Regions from separate parts of the Cricetulus griseus genome. Here region 1 is linked to region 2. A link is a contact called in public Hi-C data. All regions are on one chromosome and are shown on one strand. The core of a region is the stretch at or near the end of the contact, and the rest is flanking DNA. Distances in the headings are between cores, read along the strand shown.

What was found. A called contact is a pair of places that touch in the nucleus more often than the background predicts.
Region 1: a Hi-C map of the CHO-K1 cell line shows a contact between it and region 2, with 4 times the contacts expected there. The contact joins the promoter of Klf6 here to the enhancer-like site in region 2. A contact is called at or near these places in 4 of 8 Hi-C or Micro-C datasets (the CHK-Q cell line, the CHL-YN cell line and the CHO-K1 cell line).

What each region holds. Positions count from the first base shown.
Region 1 is chr3:230,513,757-230,521,328 of CriGri-PICRH-1.0, reverse strand. Klf6 (Krueppel-like factor 6) reads right to left here and starts at 1,626. Exons shown (of 4, transcript XM_027405085.2): 1 at 1,300-1,626. The coding sequence starts at 1,503.
Region 2 is chr3:230,464,846-230,472,491 of CriGri-PICRH-1.0, reverse strand. No RefSeq gene overlaps it. Among named protein-coding and RNA genes, the nearest start is that of Klf6, 51 kb to the left of the region's middle. Within about 2 kb of position 1,686, at least 2 of the 6 cell types and tissues checked have open chromatin away from gene starts, as enhancers often do. A contact at or near this core is called in the CHO-K1 cell line, where this site is marked.

The DNA.
Region 1 (7,572 bases), core at 377-2,876, 49 kb before region 2:
CTGGCTAATTTAAAATCTCCATTATGCTGATGAGCAGTGGGGACCTGATCCCAGCTCTCTGGGAGTTTAAAAGGCTCTGAAGGGGACCAGGAGCCAAGTCTGGCTTGTTGCCCAAATCCCAAATGCCTAAAGGAAACTACTAAGATCAATTTCAATCACGTCCCAGGGAGCAGCTTCTTTGAGGAGGAAAAACCAGGAGGGGGAGAAGAAGGCAGGAGAGGATTGTGAACAATTAAGCCGGCATGTGGAGGTTTCAGCCAGCACTTCGCTTTTCATGCGTTTTAAAGGCAGGGAGGTTGTGAAACCCACAGAATATATTTCATCTGCTAATTCACTTGGAGGAAAAAAAAAAAAAAAAGCCAGCCCAGAAGGGTAGAGAGACATCCACCAAACCATCGTTTTAGAGACAATGGTAAAAAGTGTTCGAGACTGTCACGCCATTAAGGGAATCCTAAGACTTAGAATGGGGGGCGGGGGGGGGGGCTTTTATTTCCGTTGCCCCAAATTCTAGTTCCATTAAAATGCCGGAAATCGAGATCTTTTTCTTCCCCAAAGTAAGACCCGAAGCAATTAGGAATGGACTCATTGTCATATGACTGACAAGTCACTTGTGTGCAAACAGCCCCCCCCCCCACACACACCCGCCGCGCAGTCAACAAGAAAAGCAGGTAAGAAAAACAAGGCAGACATTGGCGAATGTAAGAATTTATCCAGAAGGAAAAGAAACTGCAAATGGCCTTGAGTTAAAAAAAAAAAAAGCTGCTGCGTTCCGCAGGCGAAATATTATACTTTAAAACACTGGGTGTACAAACATCAAAACAAAACAAAATCTTTAAATCAAATCTTTTGGCAGTAAAGGCAAGCTCGTTCATATGACAAAGTCCAGCTGTGGAGTTTGGAGCTGGTACAAGCCCCAAACTTGTGCCAACGGCTCCGGTCTGAATTCGGCAGAGAAATCTTGGGTTCCCTCCCCTCAGGTGGATGCCGCTTGGAAGCTCGGAATTAGCAAAAACAGAAAAATAAATAAAGAAATAAAGAAAAACGTTCCGGGAACAAGAGCTCGCCTCCACACAAATGACAACTCTAGTCCTAGCCGCCGAAGGCTCGCTTTACTGTGCCTTCATCATTTCAGGCAACAGAAGGGCATCTTAAGATCATTACTTTATTTTTTTAAATTAGGCAAACGCTAATCATTATTTAAAAGATGCACTTCCAAGCACACACCATCTTGCCTGCGCCTCCGCGAGACTCCCTTCTCGGCGCACCGGGCACGTGAAGAAAAAAAAAATCCGTATTTACCTGTTGCCAATATTCCTCCAGGGACGGCAGAGCCGAGAAGTAGCCCGTTTCGTGAACAATCTGTAGTTCCTGGAAGATGCTACACATTGGGAGCACATCCATGTCGGGTTGGAAAAGACAGTCCTCGCTGTCGGGAAAACAGGGAGGAGAGCGATCAGGAGTCGGAGCAGAAACTGTCCCCGGGAGCGCAGGTGAAAGTTTCATGCAAACTGGATGGCGCTGCAATCGGACGCCGGGTCCGGACCCTCCCGCAGCCCGCAGCGCGCCGAGCCCACGCAATATTTGCAAACAGCGGACTGACTGCAAGCGTAACCCCTGCAAAACTTCCCTATTCAAAGCTCCGCTGCCAGCCTCCCCCCTCCTCCCCCGCTTGGCTCCCCCCACTCCTCCTCCCCCACGTGACCAGCTTGGAGCTCCGCCCCCAGTGATACCCAATCCGGCCGCGCCTGTCCCGGGGGCAGCGCGACGATGATGTCAGCTTGCACCAATCGCCGGTGCGGACACAAGGCGGCCCCGCCTGGCGTGACCGAGCCTCTCCATTACGGGCCTCTCTATTGGTGCAATTCGAACTCGGCCTGAGTTGATTGGGAAGACGACTCGCAGGCTATTTTTAGCAGGGTATAAATGGCGAGGGCTACGAGGCGCCGAAGGAGTCGGCGCTGGGAGGTGCACGGCCGAACGCCGCAAATGTGCGGCCGGAGAATGTGCGGCCGGAGCTGGAGGAACCTGGCCGGGGCAATCCAGCACCTGTCCCCGCCGCCCAGCCGCCCGGTTCCACCTTCTGATCCCGTCACCCGGACCGGGACCCAGCAAAACAAGGGAGCTGATATCTGCCCGGTCCCCTTATTTCACTTCATCCGTCCCTCTGTGCTCGATGCCGGTGTCCCCTGATCCTTCCCTCACCCTCCATTCTGCTTGGTCCCCTGATTTCTCTCTTTGTCCGGAATCCTCTCCATACTCAGAGATACTGAGGTGGCCGGAGTGGGCGCAAACAGGCCCGCGGATCCCTGTGTAGTGATGGGACCGTAGGAACAAACAGCAGGGGAACTTGGTGCACTAGAGTCCCTGTATGGTAATTTCTGTCTGGATCCCTGGGAGGGGGCTGAAGGGATCCCGAGACTCGCTCGTTCTCCAAAATAACCCACACTTGGGAGCACCCAGAAAGAGCCTTACCTGACCCGTGGGTTAGTTACACTCAGATTCTCTGGAATGAATTTTATCTATTGGAAGTTGTAAGCGCAGCTTTTAAGATAGCACCCCAAACAACCCGATTGGGCTTTAGCAAGCTCACACGGATGACCTGGCACCACCCCAAGTTGGATTGCTAGGCATCTCCAGCTTAAAAATGCCCTTGCGCTTGATGCACGGCTCTCATTCTAATATGATACAGATTCTGCTGTATATGGGGTAGAAATCTGTTTATCTTGCGGAAGGCAGGCTCCAAGATGCCTCACCAGGTTAGCAGGCTTTCCCGAGGATGTGTAAACAATTTAAATTAAGCTGAAGCTGACATTAATTTCTGTTCATATAAATTGTCTCCTAAAGCACACCATGATGTTCATTTAAAAAATGAAGACTGAGCAACTATATTTTTGAGTAAAACAACAACAACAGCAAAAACCAATTATGACAACTTCAAAAGTAATACTTAATGAATAGTATCCTTTTAAACATAAACTATGTAAAATAATTTTAGAAGATTTTTCGTATTTAATTTTAGAAGTCTAAACAGATGCATGTACCAGAACTGTAAGCTTATAAGGTTCTTAGGTGGGCATACTTAATGAGTGCTAAGTTGGGAAAAGCTATCTTTCCAAAAAAAGAAGAAGAATGCGTATTGTTTGGAATACATGAAGGTGACCATTGGCCTTCATTCATCCCATTTACCCTAGTGACAAAGAGGCAAACCTGTCCCTCTCTGAGTTATGTGTTTATATTTTGTTTCCAGGAAGGGAATGGAAATGGCTTTAGGACACACATACATAGGGTGAACTAACTTCCCAGCGAAGCCCTTATATGGACCTAGAGCTTTATAATTAGTAGCAAGCTTATGCCTTTGGAATTAACAAAGGAAGCAAGAATCAGATCAAATCTATGAATGAAAGCCAACATGACAGTACACATGGTAAAGGATGAGGTGAAAGTATATGACACTAAGTGAAGGCCTTAATAAAGCATGGAGGAGTCTGTAATTCCTTAGGGGTGTCATAATGAAGATATTGAAACTTCCCTTGCTGGATAGAGAATTAGTCATCATTTTCACACAGTCCCTTACATTCCTATAGAATGCCAAAATTTCTCCTTGTCTCTTACAAGCACTGCCAGTTAAATAGAAGATTTGCATAGTTTATTTTTACAAGACTGGATTTAATTGGACATTAATAGAGATACAATCAAAACTGTGACTTTCAGAAAAAAATTAGTGTAAAAGTAGAGTACATTCATCCCCTGAATGAATTCCAAGTAGAATAAACTGTGTGACTTCCTGCTGCTCCCATTAGGCATTCAGCACATATTATTCACATCCTGTGACTGGCCAGGTACACATAGATTTACAAAGCAGGCAAAAGTCCATGTCATAGTTGGGGTAAGGGGCAGGGCTCCAAAGACGTTTGAATGCTTGTATTCCTGAGCATTTAACTATTGATGGGAAAACAGTTTTGGCTTCGTATGCAAGAAGGACTATCCATGTGATCCGAGTATTACAAATGATGTCTGATTTTTTTTGTGGGGGGCGGGGTTTCGAGAAAGGGTTTCTCTGTGGCTTTGGAGGCTGTCCTGGATCTAGCTCTTGTAGACCAGGCTGGTCTCGAACTCACAGAGATCTGCCTGCCTCTGCCTCCAGGGTGCTGGGATTAAAGGTGTGAGCCACCAACACCAGGGCCAATGATGTCTGATTTTTAAACTGCCTAACAGAAACACATAGGTCAGAGGCATTCAGATGGGGAAGTATGGATGGAAGAAAAGCATGACTTTAAACTATCCATAAATTTGGCCTTGGCCAGTATATCTGAAGAGAAAAAAAGTTCATCTGGTCTGATGAAAATATCCATAGAATCTCAGCTGTTTGAGAGACTGAGGCAAAAGAGCAAGGCTTGCCTGCTCTACAGAGTGAGTTCAAGGTTAGTCTGGGAAACTTGATGAGACTGTTTCAAAAGTCTTAAACAACTTTTGAAAACAGTAAGAAAGGGGCTGAGGATACACCAGTGGTAGAGTGCTTCTGGGAATCACAATGCCTACCATCCCCAAACCACTATACAAGCTGTGGCTGCCTATGTTTACTAGGGGGTCCCCAGTATCTGGTTTTGTGCTTCTTCTAGTGTATCTTTCTGTGCACATATTTCCAAATTCCTACATTCCTACTGTGGCTGGAGGCAGGGTGTAAGCAGGGAAGAGAGGAGGCTACTAGGGGCAGGAGGGTATGTCCTCAGATCTGACTTTAGGTCAACTCAGCATGAGGGCTCTGGGACTGGGGCCTTCTAAGCCTTCCTGTTCCTTCACCCAAATAACTGAGCTTTCTTGTATGTTCTAAAGGAATGATGGTGGTCATTGAACGTGAGTTTCTTCTTTTCTGATCAGGAAAGAAAACTGATGGCTGGATATAGGACTTGGGTTTAAGGGGGTGAAATCTTGACCTTCAACAGCCTTTGCTTCTTTTGAAAGAAGGTTCTGGGGATGTGACTGGATACCCTTGCAATCTACCAGCATGTTTACCCACCTCATGAACACTGGGAGTTGGTGGGGGACTGAGAGTCGGCATGTCAAAAATCATAATGTATTAAAACCCCCATTCTATATAAGCCATAAGTTGAAGGCAATATTAACTCATTGAACGTGCTCCATTTTCAACTTTGCTCTTGATATTTATGGCTGATGAGGCATTAAAATGATATCCACTGTGCAGATCACACAGCAGATAAGAAGCAAATTTGGGCCTGGGGCTATACAGTAACTCCAGTAAGAGCTCATTCTGTCAGGAGCTGAAGATCTCTACTCACCCCTACCCCCCATCTCTTACCCACCCCCCACCCCCCTATGCTGCCCAATCCTAATAAGTGGTGGACTCCTGGAGGATGATCCCTTTCTCACCCACCCTCATCTGGTTCTCTCTCCCACAAGCCAGTCTGTGTGGTGGCATAGTCCTAAATGCAGAGGGCTCAGCTTCCCTGGCACTCTGGGCTATTTCCTCACATGCCCACTGTGTCCATGCCCTTTTTCACTTTTGTTCTGTCTCTTATGCTTCCATGCAGAGCTCCTTCATTTCTCACCATGAAGTTCCCTTTGTTGCGTTTTGTAGCGAAACCAATGGTTTAAAATGAAGTTCATAAATAGACTGAGCTTTCAGTTCAGAGATCCGTAGATGGTAACTAGGTTTTGACTTTCTTGTTCACCTAGGAAATTCAAAGGGGGTCTTACAAGACTAGTCAAAGGTAATTGCAATACTACCCCCCTAATTATATGGGCAAAGACCATTCTCATGCATGGTTCAGAAGCCAGTTTTGTTTGTTTGGAGCATATTTAACAAGATATCCCCCTCTCCCACAGCAACTTGATTTGTGTTTGTTTCATTTGATTGTTTCCTTGAGTTGTTCTGTAAAAATCCCATCTTTAAAAGTACACGTGAGTTGTTGCATGATGGGTGTGTTGAGTTAAAATGTACCTCTTCATCTACTATCTCATTTCCAGATGGTTCTAGTCAAAAGCATGAGTTGCCTTCTCCCCATGCATTTCCCTCTCAAAAAATAATGAACTTTCCTTTGAAAATGAAAAACAAAACTTCACTTACTGAGTGATGTGTTAGGTAAAGTCTCACAAATATTCTATTTGTTGAAATTTAAACTTTCACTCTTTAAAATAACTGTCAGTACTGAGATAGCTAATGAAGGAAAGTGCCATACTAGTGGCTTCCAGTAAACATTCAACTTAATTTGTTACCATATGACAAGGACTGCAAGGGCTTGAGTATTGGCAGGGAAGTGTGTTTGTGTTTATGTCTAGTGTGTGTGTGTGTGTGTGTGTGTGTGTGTGTGTGTGTGCATATGCAAATGTATAGATGTGTATAGGTGTATATGTGTTATGTGATTATGTTTGTATATCTGTCTGCATGTGTGTCTGCATATAATTATCTGTGTGTAAGTATTTATATACATATAAATATAATATTTGTTTTAGTAGCCTTCTTTGTAAAACCAATAATGAGATGAAACATTAAAACAACTCACTTCACAAGTGACTGCGGTTGCCTTTTTTTACTGCAGGGTCCTGGGTGCCTGGGTTTGTTTGTGCTGTTTTTCCAGTGTATGTCTAGCTCCCATTTCTCAATTCCTGCATTCCTACTGTGCCTGGAGACAGGGTGGGAAGCAGAAAAGAGAGCAGCCTCCTAGGGGCAGAAGGGTATGCCTATAGATCTCGGTTAGGTCATCTCTGTGCATGTGGGCTTGGGGCTGGAGCGTCTTGACATTTCCCAGCTCTTCCCCCCTCAGACACTGAGTTTTCTTGTAGATGGCATGGTTGGAAGTGACTTTCTCCTCCCCTGGTCAGGCAGGAAACCTGCTTCCTGGTTTACGGAACTTGGATTCAAGGGGGATCCTGCCTTCTACCAGCACTGAAGAAGCACTTCTTTTGAGAGAAGATTCTGGAAATCTAGAGGAAGCCCTTTCAGTCTACCTTACCTACCCTTCCCCTCCTCGTAAACACCTGGTGGAGGCATGTGGAGAAAAGCTAGAATGTGAGGCTGGAATCCCATTTGTCCCTGCTAGCCCAAACACAGCCAGTAAGGAGTTCTCATAGTTTTCATTGTTTCTGTCTTTAGCAGATATCTCCTCTCTCTTTATCAAAGCCACCCTCTCTTGGTGTCTTAGCCTCTTCCAGATTCAAGTCATGTAAGGACTTTCTGACCAGCATGCTTGAGCAAGTTAAAGAAAAGTTATAGGCTACCTGACATGTTTTGGGACTTTTCTCAGTTGTTAAGAGTAGAGATCCAGAAGTCCAACAGGAGAGGAAAGTCCTCAAGTCATGATGACATGATGACTGAACTCCTTAAAATACATAGCAGGCTATAAAAAGAAAGAAAAAAAAAACAGTAAGCAAAGGGGGAGAGAGAAATGGGGAAAAAGATATACACCTTACCTCATACTGTAGACACATTGACGATACATACTGAATAAATGAAAATGATTACATCATCATCTTCCCAAAGGGGATGGCATGGCAAATGGACATAATTCTAAGGGCTTGGGCATTATGCTGGACTTTGCCCTGTCACATGGCAGA
Region 2 (7,646 bases), core at 437-2,936:
TTCTGGATCTCCAAGGTCTTTTTAAGTCTGCTTAGTTTGAAATTAACTCATAGATTTTATATTAAATTTTTCCTGACATTATTTTTTTAAATCTTTTCTTAAAAAATATTTTGTAGCTGTTTTTTGCTTATATGTATGTATATGTACTATGTGTGTTTAGTACCTTAAGAGGACAGAAGAGGGTGTCAGATCCCTTGGAACTGGAACTAACAGATGGTTGATGGTTGTAAGCAACCAATGAGTGCTTGGAACTAAACCTGAGTTCTCTGAAACAACAGCAAGTGTTCTTAACCACTGGGGAATCTCTACTGTTCTTATGACATTGTGTGTGTGTGTGTGTGTGTGTGTGTGTGTGTGTGTGTGTGTGTGTGTGACACAATGCATGTGTGAAGGTTAGAGGATAGTAGACAACTTGCAGTAGTCAGTTCTGTCTTTTGAAAGTATGTTACTAGGACTGGACTCTTGTCAGTCTTGGTAACAACCACTTTTACTCACTTGCAGCCCCTCCCCCTATTTTTTTTTGGACATAGTATCCCAGACTGGCCTTGAATTCACTACAAAGCCACTGATGATCTCAAGCCTTTGATACTCTTAACCTCTCCTCTGTGATGCTGTCATTACAAAACAGTCGACACCATCGATAGTATACAGTGATGCTGTGCTCAAACACAGAGCTTCATGCTTTCTAGAGAAGCAACTACCAACTGAGCTACATTGCCAATCCAAGAGTCATCATTTTTAATTAAAATGAAGCTGTAACTTATTTAGTTACCTGCTTACCCTGGCAGACAGAAGACATAGACATCATTCCAACAAGTATGTACATTATAGACTACAGCACTTAAATAAAACAAAGTTATAGGTAATGGATCCAAAGGATTAGAAGTACTCTATTAAGGGCACAAAAACTCAAAAGTTCTGACTTTGCACTGTAGGACTTCCCCGCTGGAAACCACTAGAGAATTGCTTGGTTTTATTGAAGGATTTCTTTGTACCCTTAATTCATACTTATTGGTACTTGGAAGCTGTTGGGAAAGATGGTGTTTTGAACTCAAAACTGATATTCTCTTAGGGTTGAATGTACAAGATGGAAATCATGAGATCCTTAAAAATGATATTGCCAAAAGCCATTTATATCTAGTTCACACTAAGCAAATAATGAACATAGAAACACCAACATAAATACACATACCTAACACAGAATTGAATGTTAGTTTCTATCTTTGACAAATCATCAAACTTCTTTTAGCCACAAGAGTAAACAAATCAATAGGGTACTATAATAGTTTGTATTGTCTCCTGAGAGCCATCCTTCTCTGAGATGGGCACTGGGCTTGAAACACAGGCTTTGCTACTTTTCATTTCTTTGTGCCTCAATTTACTTATCCAGGATTTGTTGCCCAACTGTTGGAATTTTTGTGTGAGAGTAAAATGGGTTCTATATTTAAAACAATCATAACATTACCTAGAGTGTAGTAATTGCTATGTTTATTTTGGCTATTCATGCCTCATATAATAATAGCAATGATGATTCATAACAATACAAAATAATATGTCAGAGTGGTCCCGAATAGCTAACAAATTACTGAAGTCCCATCAGTTGAATGATGTTTATAGTACATATCTGTTCTACTTTTAAGTAGTAATGCAGCTTGAGAATGACTGGTAATATCGGCTTAACATCTGTGAGTAACTCCAATCTTCCTTGTTAGTTTAATCACATTCCATAGGGCTTTCTCAACATATCTAACCTAAACAATTCTCTGGGGATTTTCTGTCAACTTCTAACACACAGATACTAGAACCACAAAATAGTTTAGGGACTCTGAAAGTTATCTGTTCACAGGACAAAGGGAATTCATGGCTCCATTTTGGGATGATCCTTTTTTTGTTGTTTGTTTTTTAAAACTGATTCCTCTGTTTATTTGAATTAGAGACATTCTTGTATTTTACACTGATATTTTTCGAGCGCGCACGTGCGTGTGTGTGTGTGTGTGTGTGTGTGTGTGTGTGTGTGTGCAGGTATATGTGTATATATATATTTGTAAATTCTAGAGAACAACCTTAAGCAACACTCCTCAGGTAACTTCTACCCTATTATTTTGATACAGGGTCTCTCATTGACCTGGAACTTGCCAAACAAGCTAGACTGGATGGCCAGTCAGCCTCAGGGACCTGCTTGTCTTTGCCTCCCCTGTGCTCAGTTTGTAATTGCATGCCTTTTACATGGATGCATCTGGCAATTGAACTATCATTTGCATGCTTTTATCCTCTTTTAAAAATTATTGTTTTCTAGGAGAAATAGTCTTACTTCCTTCTCTCTGCCTTCTTCTCAGAGAAGTTCCTAGGAACCTGAGGATTTTCATCAGATGCTTACAGCAGTATCAGTATTATAATGATAACTGGTCTTGAATTTACTTCCTCCCTGAGTATTGAGCTCATAGGTTCTTAACCACAACAATTCGCTATCCAATGTCAAATGGTTGGTTCTGAAAACATACATACAGGTAACCTTATACATTGTGTGTGTGTATGTGTGTGTGTGTGTGTGTGTGTGTGTGTGTGTGTGTGTGTAAAAGCAATTAATAATAAAAAGAGACCATGAATTTGAAAGAGAGCAAGAAGGGGTATGTGGGAGAGTTTTGAGGGAGGAAAGGGAAGGGGCAATGATATGACTATATTTAATAAAAAAAGTAAAAGAAATAATTTTTAAAAATGACTTTTTCCTAACTACAGCACATCACAAATCTGCCACAATTATTATCAGGTTGTTCAGGGAAATGAGAGGGCAGATGATGTTATTAGATGGAGGGTAATGGTGATTTTAGTCTAGTAAGAATACATTGGGCTTCTAGCATATTCAGAATGCTTAAATTGCATTATTGCAATTTTGTCAGCATTTATTCTAATGCACTGAAAGAATTAAAGTCCTGCAACTATGTGCATTTTTATAATTATGTTGTGCATTTAGTGTATTCTTCCATTCAACGTGGATGGATGTTCAGCTCAAAAGTCCTGGTAATTTAAAATACAAAATAAGATTACTCCAAGAGGGGTTCATTGTGAATAGTCACTGGCAACAAATTATGAGCTATGCTTTGCTAGAGTTATTTACCTGCTGCTTCAGGTGGAAAGGGGCAAGTGACACTTTGCTGGAATTAGAGTACTTGTGTGTGGGTTGGGAAGTTGAGAGAAGACATGAAACTACAGGAAGGATACTGTGTAATATTCTCTATGGGACAGATAGGCAAGGTTCAGCATGTTTGGACTCTATGTGTTTAATGGAAGCCAATCATAATAGACAGTCTATAAAACTACAAAAGCAGTGTGCTGGGTGGAGGACCACATAGAGGGAGGGGGTCTAGTGGTAGCCTACAGAGGGTACAGAATGCATTTGCATATCATAAACACAGAAACAACACAAACAATGTGACGTTTTAGAGATATTTTATAATTAAACTAATAATCATTAAAATATTATATCAATTTTGTTGAAACTTGAGAGACCCTGGGAAATAGCTAACTCAGATTAGAAATAATGTGGCCTGATCCCAGGGGTAAGGCAAGCAGAGCACATCAGTTTGGAGATCAGCCTACTAAACACATTGTCTACATCGCCTGCTTTTAGTTTGGATGACAGCCACATGGAGAAGAGGCTTGCTGGTCCCTTTGATGTCACAGATGAAGATGTTCATCAGTGGGGACATGCAACCCCAGGCACAGGCAGGAGGCTCCAAAGTTCAAGGCTGGACTCAGCAACTTAAAGAATTCTGCCTCAAAACAAAATGTAAAAAACAAATAAACAAGAAAGAGAATCTGGGCAGGCAACCCTGATTTAGATCAACAGTAGAGTACTTTCTAAGGTATACAGTTTTTATCTTCAATTCAGTACTGCACAATAATAGAAAGAGATAAATGGAGTCTGTGTTGATTGCTTGCTTATTTTATTTGTACTTCTAAGTCCAAGGTGTCTGCAAATAATTTATTACTGACTTTTGAAAGATTTTGCTTCATATAAATAGAATCGGTCTCTGTATTGTTCTGTTTACTGCTTTGTTTGTTCAAGACTATTTTTTTTTTTTTTTTTAGTTTCCTGTGTCACTATATGTTGATACCATCTTCAGTTCTACTGTTCTTTGGAATTTAATGTTTTAATAAAGCTTGTTTTATCTTCTGTTCTCTTATTGTTCAATGGTAGGCTGTTTTCTTTAGAATGTATTATTTTCAATTATATATGTGCTTGTGTGTCTGTGTGGGTATGTGCATGTGTGTGTGGGTGCCTAGAGAGGCCAAGGACATCAAATCCCCTGGATCTGGAGTCACAGGTAGTTGTAAGCTGCATGATGTGGGTAATGTGAATCAAACTCAAGTCCATCAAACTCAAGTCCTCCACAAGAGTGGTAGGAGGTCTTCATCACTACGCTATCCTGCCAACCCACAAGGCTGCTTATTGTGAATCAATTTAGAAAACAAAGAAAAACAGCACAATTTCATAAAAAGACCAAAATGGTATTGCCCAAATATGCAGTTTTATAATTTTTTTCTGAGAAAATAATGTAGACTACTTGGAGGGACAAAATGACCACATCTTTTTTTGTTTTGTAATTCTCAGTGCACAGCACTTTCTTTCTTCCTTCCTTCCTTCCTTCCTTCCTTCCTTCCTTCCTTCCTTCCTTCCTTCCTTTCTTCCTTCCTTCCTTCTTTCCTTTCTTTCTTTCTTTCTTTCTTCCTTCCTTTCTTCCTTTCATCTTTTTTCTTTCTTTCACAAATAGCAGAAGTATAGTGATTACATTATTTGACAATGGTCAGTCTGCACAAATTCTCTTTTGCTAATGAGAATTCTATTTACTCTTAAAATGATCAGAATGGAAGGCATGTTTTCTTATGAAAATAAAAAAACTGACTACTCACCTAAGTAGTAGGCCATTTGCTCTTTGAAGGGAGAAGGGTGATAGCCATTAGGCCATTAGTGGGTCTGCTTCAAACTGAAACAACAGGGCTATCTGATCATCCAACACTCAAGCCTGAAGTGTGCTTTCCATAATTCTCCTATGGAACATTTTCAAGATAGACTTTGCTAACTGCTACCATTCTTTCTAAAATTAAAACAAGATTCTTTAATGACATACCCAGAGAAGATTTAACTGTGTGCATCTCTAAACCTTTCAAAAAGAACCTGAGGCCAAATTACTAATTTTGCAAGCCAAGTGCTGTGACTTGTGAAATATATTGTTATAATGAAACTGTTAGAAATAGTTTGCCACAATTAATATTGGTCCAACAAATAGCATAGCCACTTTTTTCCTTCTATTCAGACACCAAAATTGACTATTAAATTTATTCCTAGTTGAGCCTATGTCACTGGGAATTGGAGAGAGTGGCTGAGACATCAAACATCAAGAACTTTAACTCACAAAGCCACCCTATGAGGAAAAGTGGCAGGATGGAAGCTTCTAAAAGAAAAAGAGGAGAGAATTCTTGGCTGTGGGAAAGAACATAAAACGGAGAAGAAATAGTTAAAAATGCAATAAGAGCATGAGCAAGCTAAAGAATGACCAAGAAGATGGGACACATAAATTACATTGCAACAAGGAGGTTTCTGGAAGTGATAGAGATGTTAAGTCAATGTAGAAAACAAAATAACCCCCTGGAAATTCTTGAGTGGTAGGACTGCATAATGAGATAGGCTTTGGAAAAATCTAATTTAACAGTAATTTATAAGATGGATGCAAATGTACAGGGACACGAGACATGGGAGCAAACTAGAAATCAATAGCCGTAATTCGTGCACTGGGACAGTAATAGGGAGAAAAAACAAGGGTGTTCATTACAGGTTCAAGAGTTTTTCTTGAACTCAAATAAAAGTTTTCTTATTGACCTTTTCTTCCTGAAAACAAGGGATTTTTTTAGCTTTCATTTTAATGGAAGACTTATTTTTCCATTGTCCTACTTGAATAATAGTTTCAGACTAAACTGCCAAAATTTGGGATTAATTTTTGCTTGTGTAAGTATGTGTAGTATGTGTGCATTGCATAAACATGCATGTTATCTAATGTGTGTGCCCATGCATGTGGAGGTTAGAGGTTTATCCAGGGTGTGTTCCTCAATTGTTGTCCACTGCATAAGTTGAGGCAGGATCCTTCACTCACCCTGGGCTGGCTGATTTGGTTATTGTAGGCAGCCAGTTTGTGCTCTCCATCTTCACTTTATACATGCTAGGATGGCAGGTGTGTTGTCACACACACCCATCATTTATGTGGGTGCTGGGAACAAATTCTCTGGTCCTCATGCTTAAAGCAATGAATATTTTATTTACTGAGTCATCAGTCCAGCCCTGTGTGTGTGTGTGTGTATTTGTGTGTGTGTGTGTGTGTGTGTGTGTGTGTGTGTGTGTGCATGTATGAGAGGGGAGAGAGAGAGAGAGAGAGAGAGAGAGAGAGAGAGAGAGAGAGAGAAACTTGATAGGGCTTAGAACTCCCTAGGTAATAGGTAGTCCTGACTTACCAAATTCATGATCCTCCTGCCTCAGGTTTCTGAGTCTTGCAGTTGAAGGTGAATCACAATGCCCAGGTATTCTAAATATTTTAGGTAAGTTATTGATGATCCTTATAGAAAACTTGAATGCTCTTTATAATAATATTTAGCAATAAATATTCATAATAATATAATGAAATTTTCTACCCCATACTAATAGAGAATTTAGGGTTCATAATGGTTAAAGAACTTACCCAAGGTTATAGAGATGACAAATAGTACCATGTGAACCCATTCATGGCTGCACTATAATTAAATGACTGTTTTTCTGTCCCATTAGTAGCTAGAAATCCTCTGATCAGCCCATTTTTACATCTTCAGGTTGTAACTTTAAATTGGAGACTGAAGTAATATGGGATTTTTTTGAATCTGAGATTAAATTACTTGGGACTATGATTAAAGATTCCAAGTTAGATCTTACATAAAATAGTTATTTTTTTTTCTGCAAATTCAGCAGTAGTTTTCACAGTAACTGTTCAATTCATCGGCACTTTTGATAAACAATTAAGTGTTTCCCATTTCCCAATCCCCAATCTGCACCAGTCACTAAATATAAATAAAAATCGATACCAAGACCAGACCCTGTCTTCACAGACAGCATTGCATTCAGAGTGTGAGAAACATGGTCCACAGGACAGTTTCAGCCTGCTGCTTTGTGTAATACTGTTATCTAAGCACTAGTTTTTGTTTGTTTTGTTTTGTCATTTCTAAATAGTTGAAATAAATTGTGAAAAGCAGTTCAAGACACAGGGAAGGCACAGCATTTCAATGTTGGCAATCATGAATAAGTACAAGATTGTATTAAAATATGGCAGTGGCTGGCTCATTATAGATCCAGGATTCCTTCCCCATGATTCTCTCAGAGATGTGGCAGAGACCCTGTGGTCCCTAGAGCCAAAAATATGTGCTACCTAGCATTTTATATTTTTGGGACCTTATGAAAAAACAGAAAGTACAGACTTGAAATGATAGTGCAGTGAGATATTCCTTCATGTTCTCAGCAGAAAAACTCACCAAGTGTTACTCAGGATTCTTTTTCCTTCACAAAACTAGGATGTTGTGCATTTTCAGAAAATTCAACAGCATCTCATATATTGCATTGCTTTACTATT